Regions from separate parts of the Mus musculus genome. Here region 2 is linked to region 1. A link is a contact called in public ChIA-PET data. All regions are on one chromosome and are shown on one strand. The core of a region is the stretch at or near the end of the contact, and the rest is flanking DNA. Distances in the headings are between cores, read along the strand shown.

Region 1 (4,373 bases), core at 865-3,364:
AACATCTAACGTGGTGGCCAGCAGGACAAGAGTGCAGGTGCTTCAGGGACCACACAGAGCTGGCATCCAGCCAGGGTGTTTCACTGACTCTCGGAGCTCAGTGTCAAGGTAGAATCATCTCCCACTGACTGGTTTCAGAGGGGAGCCAGCAAAGGAAGAGGGTATTACTATAGCCACTGTGTAGCTTTTTTCAGAGTGTGTCACCTATTTATAGACATTTAACACACAACAAAGATGAAGCTGGAAAAGGGTATTTTGTACTTTGAGAGATGCAAATGGGTTTGTAATGAATCCACTGTTTCAAATCCACAGACAAAGCTACAGCATACATTTGCTGTGATGAAACTTCACCCGGAATTCTTTACTAGGAATCCCTGCCAACGCATTTCCCTTTTCTGTTTTTTTTGTTTTTGATTTTTTTGTTTTGTTTTGTTTTGTTTTGTTTTGTTTTTGTTTTTTTTTTGTTTTTTGTTTTTTGGTTTTTGGTTTTTGGTTTTTGGTTTTTCGAGACAGGGTTTCTCTGTATAGCTCTGACTGTCCTTGTCCTGGAACTCACTTTGTAGACCAGGCTGGCCTCGAACTCAGAAATACGCCTGCCTATGCCTCCCGAGTGCTGGGATTAAAGGCAGGCGCCACCACGCCCGGCATTCTGTATTTTTTCTTTTTAATAATTTATTTATTTATTCGCTTTACATCCCCATTGCAACCCCCCCTCCTCCTGGTCTTCACCACACAGCCCTTCCCCCAACCCCATCCCTGGGTATCAGCCCACCCTGGCACTAGGAGTAGGTGATCCTCGCTCACTGGTTTTGTTTGTTTGTTTGTTTTGTTTTTGTTTTTGTTTTATAATTTTACTGTCGAATCTTAAGTCCGAAGACCTCTGATCTTGAAGGCAGGTCTACCCCACAGTATCTCTGGGCAGTGCGGGCCTTCTGCTCTGGTGGTGAAAGTTCTTTCTTTCGCTTTCAGAGGCACGGAGGACTCAGCACTGGGCATTTTGACTTAGGAGGCAGGAGCTGGGAAGTCTGTATTTGGCCCTGCTGCCAACATTCTTATTATCCTTCCAGCTTACTGAGGGCTTTTTTTCTTCTCCTGCATCCTCATCTCTCCCCTGGGCTTTTCTGCTGCACAAAACAGGAAAAAGGCAGAAAAAGCCCCCCTTCAGGTTGACCATCCAGTGGGCATAGGAAGTCAGACATTTTAAAGCCAGCAAAGGCTCAAGAGTCCCCTGTGCAAATATGCAGGATAAAGGGGTTCAGGGCAACTTGTAGTTCTCCAGCAGGTCTCAGTTGCATTTCAAGATCACGTCTCCTCTGTAGCTGAACACAGGGAGTCCTGAGACTGTCACCCACTACAATGGGGATTACAGTTGTCTTTTCCTATGTAGGGAACGTGACTTTGCAACCATGAACTCTCACTTATCTGATGTGAGCCTTCAGTTTGGGAGCTGACCCCTGAATACCTGTTGTTCTGCCTCTCTGTCCCACCCAACACCGTGTTAAGTTATTCCTGGTGCCATTCCTTGTCCAGCACCCATCAAGGGCAGATATGTCCAGTCTTTGGGGCTTTGGCTATAAAAGGACTGCTGCCATGTTTATGCAGCTTGGACAGTATGATGCAATGTTATGGGGATAAGGAAGGTCCTTCCGATGTTGGAAAGGTACTCTGGGGTGCATCACAAAGCTTTCCTCTCCCCTGTGTAACCCCAGGCCTTCCTTGGGCATCTGGATGTATCACTCAGACCAGGGACACCTTGGGATTTAAACAGCACTATCCCTTGCATATAAGCCAATAGTGACTGAACATCCACACTTCGGGGCAGGCAGTGCCCTGAGCTCTGAGATAAGCACTGGCCTATATGTCTATCATTCTTATCATCAAGTCCAGGCAAGTAAGTTGGAGCTGGTCTCAGATTCCTCCTTTATGCAGTGCCTTCCAAGGCTGCAGTGAGTGTGAGGTTGTAACGGGCAAGTGGCTCCAGGGTGAGTGCTCTGCTCCTCAGGCAGCTGCCTCCCCAGGCATGGGTGTTGCCTACTGGGCACATTAGGGTTTGAATGTAAACTGTCTCCCACAGGCTCGTGTGTTTGAAGTGGTTTCTGACGCTGTTTGCACAGCCTGTGTAGGTTTTAGAAAGTGAAGTGATCACTTTAGAAAGTGATCCTGGAGGAAGTGGCTCAATGAGGGCGTGCCTTGAGGCTTTTTGGCTTCGCCCTACTTCCTGTTTGCTCTTTCCTGGAGTGTAGATGTAATGTGGCCAGCCTCCTGCTCTTGCCACACTTTCCCTAATATGACATTCTCTAACCCTCTGGAACTGCGAGCCAAAATGAATCTCTTCTCCTCGGAGTTGCTTTTGTTAGGTTTGTTTATTGTGGTACGTAACTAAGACAGGAAGCTGGGGAATGCTTGCCATCTAGACTCAGGTCCCCAACTTGTAAAGTAGATTGTGGTGGTGAAGTGTCAACATATCAACGACTGGTGAACCATTCTTTTTTGTTTCTAGAAAACACCAGCCGCCTAACTTCTGACTGAAGAATAGCCTGACGTTGCCAATGCTGCAGGTGCCATTCTGTCACCTAGGCCAGATGTGGCAGCATGACACAGGAGAGTTCACTTCCACCCTAGGTATCCAGCTGAGTCAGACGTCTGAACTTTAGATGCCAGCCCTTGGGCCAGTGCAGGTCCTTGGTTTTCAGCCTCTGACTGAGAGTCACACTCTTGGACTCCCTGGATCTCCAACCCACACAGAGAGGCTGTGGGCTTTAGCTGTCGGTCACAGAGCAAATTCATTCTCTCTCTCTCTCTCTCTCTCTCTCTCTCTCATCTATCTCCCTCTCTCATCTATCTGTCTCTTTCTCTGTTTCTCTCTGTAAGACTCTCTCCTTTCTTTCTTCTTTAAAAAAAGTATTGCTCTCATATATTACAACCCAACTGCAGTTACCCAGCCCTCCCTTCCCCTGGTCTCTCTCTCCCACCTCTACTGATCCTCATGTCTACCCTCCCTCTGCTTCCCCTCAGAAAGGAGCAGGCCTCCCAGGGACATCAACCAAACTCAGCACGACACAGTATCAGTGGAGACCATAAGACCCAGCACATAGCATCACATCAAGACTGGACAAGGCAACCCGGTGGGAGGAAAGGGATCCCACAAGCAGGCAAAAGCATCAGAGACAGCCCCAACTCCCACTGTTGGGAGTCCCACAAGAAGACCAAGCCTCTCAGCCATAACACATATGCAGAGGGCTTAGGTAAGATCCATATACACCCCCTAATATCTGTGACCCCCACGAGTCCTGGGCAGTTGATTCTGTGAACCATGTTCTTATGGTATCCTCAACCCTTCTGCAGAGCTAGCTCTCTCAACAGCCCCCAGTATTTGCCTGTATCTTTACCTACACTTATATCCAAATCAAAGTTTATAAGCAAATCTACATTATGTGTCCATCTGTATCAGCATCTGTTTCTATTTCCGCATTACATTCATAGTCATATCTACCTCTATCATAGCCATGTTCATATCTATCTACATCACATCTGTCTTGGTCACTGTTCTATTGCTGTGAAGAGAAACCATGACCAAGGCAGCTGTTATAAAGAAAGCATTTACTTGAGGCTGTCTTACAGTTTCTGAGGTTTAGTTCATCATCTTCACAACAGGGAGCATGGCAATATGCAGGCAGGCACTGGTGCAGTTGCTGACAGCTACAACATGATCAATAGGCAGAGATAGAGAGACAGAGATAGACACAGAGACAGACCCTGGGCTAGGCATGGGGTTTTGAAACTTCAAAGCCCATCCCCAGGGACACACTTCCTCCAACAAGGCCACACCTCCTAATCCCTTTAATCCTTTCAAACAGTGCCACTCCCTGGTGACTAAGCATTCAGATATATGAACCTATAAGGGTCATTATTCAAACTACCACAGTATCCATATTTGTGTCTACCTATATATCCATGCCATGCCCACATCTACACCCATGTTCACATATACATCTGTGTTCACATATATACACATATCCACATCTACATCATGCCCACATCTACACCCATGTCCACATCTACACCCATATCCACATCTATACTCATGTCCACATCCACACCCATGTCCACATCTACATCTATGCTCTACTGATACTTATACCTGACAGCAATATCTACATGGAATAACTCCATCTGCTATTGGTTAGTTTTCTGGAGAACTTAGCACACAAAGGAATAAGAACAATCCTCTTCTCTGTGCCATGGAAAGGGCTGCATGCAGTCATTGGTGCAGATTTCTGCACAGGGAGCATTTCCTACTCACTGAGATGGCTTAGTCTGCAACTTTTTGATATTTTGGCATGATGTCTTCTATAGAGTTCATGTTCTAAAAC
Region 2 (4,373 bases), core at 893-3,392, 110 kb after region 1:
GGGCAGAACTGAAGGGTTAAGGGGAGAGTTATACCCTGGTCTCTCCATGACAGCAGACCTCAGCAGAACTTCACTCTTTACAGTGTAGAAAACAGCCTGCTCTTCCAGTTACACCTGCCTTATCTCCTTGGAGGATTCAAAATTAACTGTCTGGAGAGGTGGAGGGTGGGGTGGGGGTGGGGTGGAGGGAAGGATTATGAAAAGCCTCGTTTTTCATACGACTCATTCTATTGATCCCTGACTCAGTTCATGGAACCAACACACGTTCTACTTCTGTGATCCTAGTAACGAAAACAGACTGGAATGCTGGGCTTAACTTAATTACACTCAGTTATGAAGTCAGAGTGAAAAGAAACTGGAGCTTGCTGTTAGGTCTTTTTGAGATCTGAACAGAAAGGCCAATTACAGAAGGTCTTGTCTTGTATTTCATGATAATGTAGGAGGTATGTGTAGAAACCAGGGGCACAATGCAGGAAGTCACTCTGGTTCTGGAAGGAGATAGGTGTAATTCCTGATTTATCTAGAAAGCCAGGTATACTGCAGGAAATCAGTCTGGTTTGGAAAGGAACAAGGTGGGCCAGTTGGCTGGGGAGAGCAGCTGTGCAGGCGTGAGACTGGCAGCATGGGATGATGACTTGTGAATAACTTAGGCTTGCTGCACTCTTGTTTGAAATTGGTGAAAGTTAAAGTGATAAAAATTTTCACACTGAGTGTTGCTGATTTCCAGCTATCAGTACATGTCTTGTGTAAGTATTGTGTTAAATTCTTCCCTCTTCAATTCCTCCTGCTCTGCTCTTGGCCAACTTGTTAACATAGCTAAAAATTGAGGTGCCTGAAGCACTGTTAAATACCACATAAGTAGCATGCCTTCAGTGCTTGCTGTAAGTCAGTATGCTGTTTGTTTCTATGAAAAATTGACTAAATGAAATAATAGATTGAAAACTTAGATTATCTTAAATAGGTTGCTGTTAAAAATTAGCACACACATGGTCCATCCTTTCATCTCAGCTCCAAACTTTGGCTCTGTAACTCCTTCCATGGGTGTTTTGTTCCCAAATCTAAGGAGGGGCATAGTGTCCACACTTCAGTCTTCATTCTTCTTGAGTTTCATGTGTTTAACAAATTATATCTTATATCTTGGGTATCCTAGGTTTGGGGCTAATATCCACTTATCAGTGAATACATATTGTGTGAGTTTCTTTGTGAATGTGTTACCTCACTCAGGATGATGCCCTCCAGGTCCATCCATTTGGCTAGGAACTTCATAAATTCATTCTTTTTAATAGCTGAGTAGTACTCCATTGTGTAGATGTACCACATCCACACAATGGAGTACCATATCCAGGGATCCACCCCATAATCAGCATCCAAACGCTGACACCATTGCATACACTAGCAAGATTTTATTGAAAGGACCCAGATGTAGCTGTCTCTTGTGAGACTATGCCGGGGCCTAGCAAACACAGAAGTGGATGCTCACAGTCAGCTAATGGATGGATCATAGGGCTCCCAATGGAGGAGCTAGAGAAAGTAGCCAAGGAGCTAAAGGGATCTGCAACCCTATAGGTGGAACAACATTATGAACTAACCAGTACCCCGGAGCTCTTGACTCTAGCTGCATATATATCAAAAGATGGCCTAGTCGGCCATCACTGGAAAGAGAGGCCCATTGGACTTGCAAACTTTATATGCCCCAGTACAGGGGAACACCAGGGCCAAAAAGGGGGAGTGGGTGGGCAGGGGAGTGGGGGTGGGTGGATATGGGGGACTTTTGGTATAGCATTGGAAATGTAAATGAGTTAAATACCTAATAAAAAATGGAAAAAAAAAAAAGAAAAAAAAATTAGCACACACATTACTAATAACTATGCAATACTTGGATGTATCCAAGCCTTACTGTATAAGGCTGCTCAGACTGTTGCAGGCATAGAAGCAGCTATATTGCAGATCAGAACCAGAAGATGACTGGATGGAAAGTGACCAGGGCAGTGGGAGAAGAAGCTGACTAGGGATAGGAAAAAGACTTCCCAGGGATGGTGGACCAACTGGTTAAAATCACCTGGTGATACTAATCTGCTGTAATGAGCCTTTTCACTGTATAGTGAAAAGCAGGCTGGGAAGTGGGGATGTGGGTCATCTGTGGTCTACACCAGGATGGGTCTGTGAAACAAGCCTCAAAGAGCAGTTTGGGCCTGTCTGAAATGAGGATGGGTGGCAGAAAGGGCCATTTCTACCAGAGAAGCTGTTCTCAGGGGAATTTTGTTTTTTGTTTTTGTTTTTTAAAACAAAACATGAATAAAGTTTTTAAAGAAATAGATGCATTGTAGAAGTCTAGTATAGTTTCCAGAGTTCATAGTGCCATAGATGTTTTGTATCTAAGGGGAAAGTTGATTATTGTTTGAAATCTCCAACTCTGCGAGCTTTGTGTTGACAATGATAACCTGTGGCAGTTCACACTGAATTTTTTCAGTGAAATCTTTTGATGTGGTTGAGTGACTGTGGTAAAGTTACCAAAGTAGAGGTATGACTTTGACTTTAGGCAGTGATTTGACATCATAAAGATTTTGTTTCTTGGTCATGTTTGATGAGGTAATGGGCCTTGTATGGGCAGATGATGGCAGTCTTTGAACCAGAACACCTTTGGTCCTCTGTAGATGATTATAAAGTACATGATGATGTTCTTAAAGTCACATGGTAGTTATTAAAATTCTATGAGGGCTGGAGAAATGGTTACTGACTGCTCTTCTAAGGTGCTGAGCTTCCATCAACTACATGGTGGCTAACAACCATCTGTAATGGGATCTGATGCCCTCTTCCTGATGTGTTTGAAGACAGCTACAGTGTACTCACATATATAAAATAAATCTTTTTTTAAAAAGTGAAAATCACTGTAAGGTAGGGAGTATGTGATCCTTCATTCAGGCCGGTTCTCTCTCCCAGCTCCTCTGACATCAAGATCGACCGTAGAACCAAAGGCAGTCAGCAGTGGATTCAAGTAACCTCTTGTCAGCACGCCAGGTGCCTGACTCTAGAGTTGGGGTTTCACCTTATTCACACATACTGAGTTCTAAACCATTTCTAATCTTCTGAACTGTTATGAGAGGTGGGCCCACTGTTTGTGATTTCTGATGGCCTCAGTGTGTTTCATTTCAGACTGTCCCTGAAGTGGCAGTTCTACACAGCTTTGGAGGACAATTGTGTAATTGGAAAGTGTCAGGATTACTGATTGACTTGGTGTGGTGGTTACTTTTTTTTTTTTTTTTTTTTTTAAAGATTTATTTATTTATTATTATATGTAAGTGCACTGTAGCTGTCTTCAGACACACCAGAAGAGGGAGTCAGATCTTGTTACGGATGGTTGTGAGCCACCATGTGGTTGCTGGGATTTGAACTCTGGACCTTCGGAAGAGCAGTCGGGTGCTCTTACCCACTGAGCCATCTCACCAGCCCCGTGGTGGTTACTTTTATGTCAACTTAGCACATGCTAGAGTCATTTTGTAAGAGTGGGTCCTAACTTAGAAAATGTTCCTACCAGAATGGCCTGTGAATAAGCTTCCTGGGCATCTTCTTGATTGATGGTTAATATGAGAGGGCCCGGCACACAGTGAGGTGGTGCTACTCTGAGCTAATGCTCTTGGAAGGAAGCAGGCTGAGATTAAATTAATCCAATAAATCTTTCCCTGGATTTCTTTTTTGTCATGGTGTTTTGTAACATCAGTAGAAACCTTAACTAAGGCACTTGGATCAGAAGCCACAGTATCAGTTACATACCAGAGGTATATAAACTGGTTCTCATTCATTCATTCATTCATTCATATATCCTTCCTCCCTCCCATTCTCCCTTTCCTCCCCTTATCCCATCAGATGTCATATAAACATAATTTCTAGTTTATAATCCAGGAAATTTTGAAGATCACTTAAAAACATGTTTAGATATACTTCTAGGTGTTGAATCATCTTTATCTGAAATGGGAAGGGTAGGACCAGAGTTTTTCAAGTTTCAGAGTTTTCTAGTTTGGGGAATGAATAACCTGGATTTTACCCATTGAGTAACCTTAAGCCAAAATTTGAAATCTGCAACATGAAACTTTGAGACTTAGAAAGTTACTGATTTTTCAGACTAAGGATGCTCAAATTGTATGTGCCAGAATATGCTGAGGAACAGAACTGAAACTGGAGTGCTCACACTATGCTCTTACGTGTAAAGAATGTTACATACAATGCACATGATGTGTTTCATTGACTTCATGGTAGAATGGGCATGTCTGTTAGAACTCCTTATTCAGGCTTCTTAAATATCAGCATGGTAACATCGTGTGTAGATAGAAAAAGCTTTTTTGTATTTTATCAAAGTGACGATGTTAAAAAATCCT

What was found. ChIA-PET counts read pairs in DNA pulled down with a chosen protein or histone mark.
Region 2: a contact with region 1 is called in an RNA polymerase II ChIA-PET map of memory CD8 T cells, with 65 read pairs. The contact joins two enhancer-like sites. A contact is called at or near these places in 10 of 484 Hi-C or Micro-C datasets (B cells, CD8 T cells, the G1E-ER4 cell line and 7 more), 3 of 115 datasets of contacts at active chromatin or transcription factors (bone marrow-derived dendritic cells, memory CD8 T cells and regulatory T cells) and 3 of 9 other capture datasets (adipose tissue, embryonic stem cells and liver).

What each region holds. Positions count from the first base shown.
Region 1 is chr5:28,267,712-28,272,084 of GRCm38.p6, forward strand. No RefSeq gene overlaps it. Among named protein-coding and RNA genes, the nearest start is that of Gm35524, 23 kb to the right of the region's middle. Within about 2 kb of position 2,115, at least 98 of the 459 cell types and tissues checked have an H3K27ac peak or open chromatin away from gene starts, as enhancers often do. A contact at or near this core is called in CD8 T cells and memory CD8 T cells, where this site is marked.
Region 2 is chr5:28,379,994-28,384,366 of GRCm38.p6, forward strand. The region is part of intron 10 of Rbm33 (RNA binding motif protein 33); the gene reads left to right. Among named protein-coding and RNA genes, the nearest start is that of Rbm33, 65 kb to the left of the region's middle. Within about 2 kb of position 2,143, at least 9 of the 459 cell types and tissues checked have an H3K27ac peak or open chromatin away from gene starts, as enhancers often do. A contact at or near this core is called in CD8 T cells and memory CD8 T cells, where this site is marked.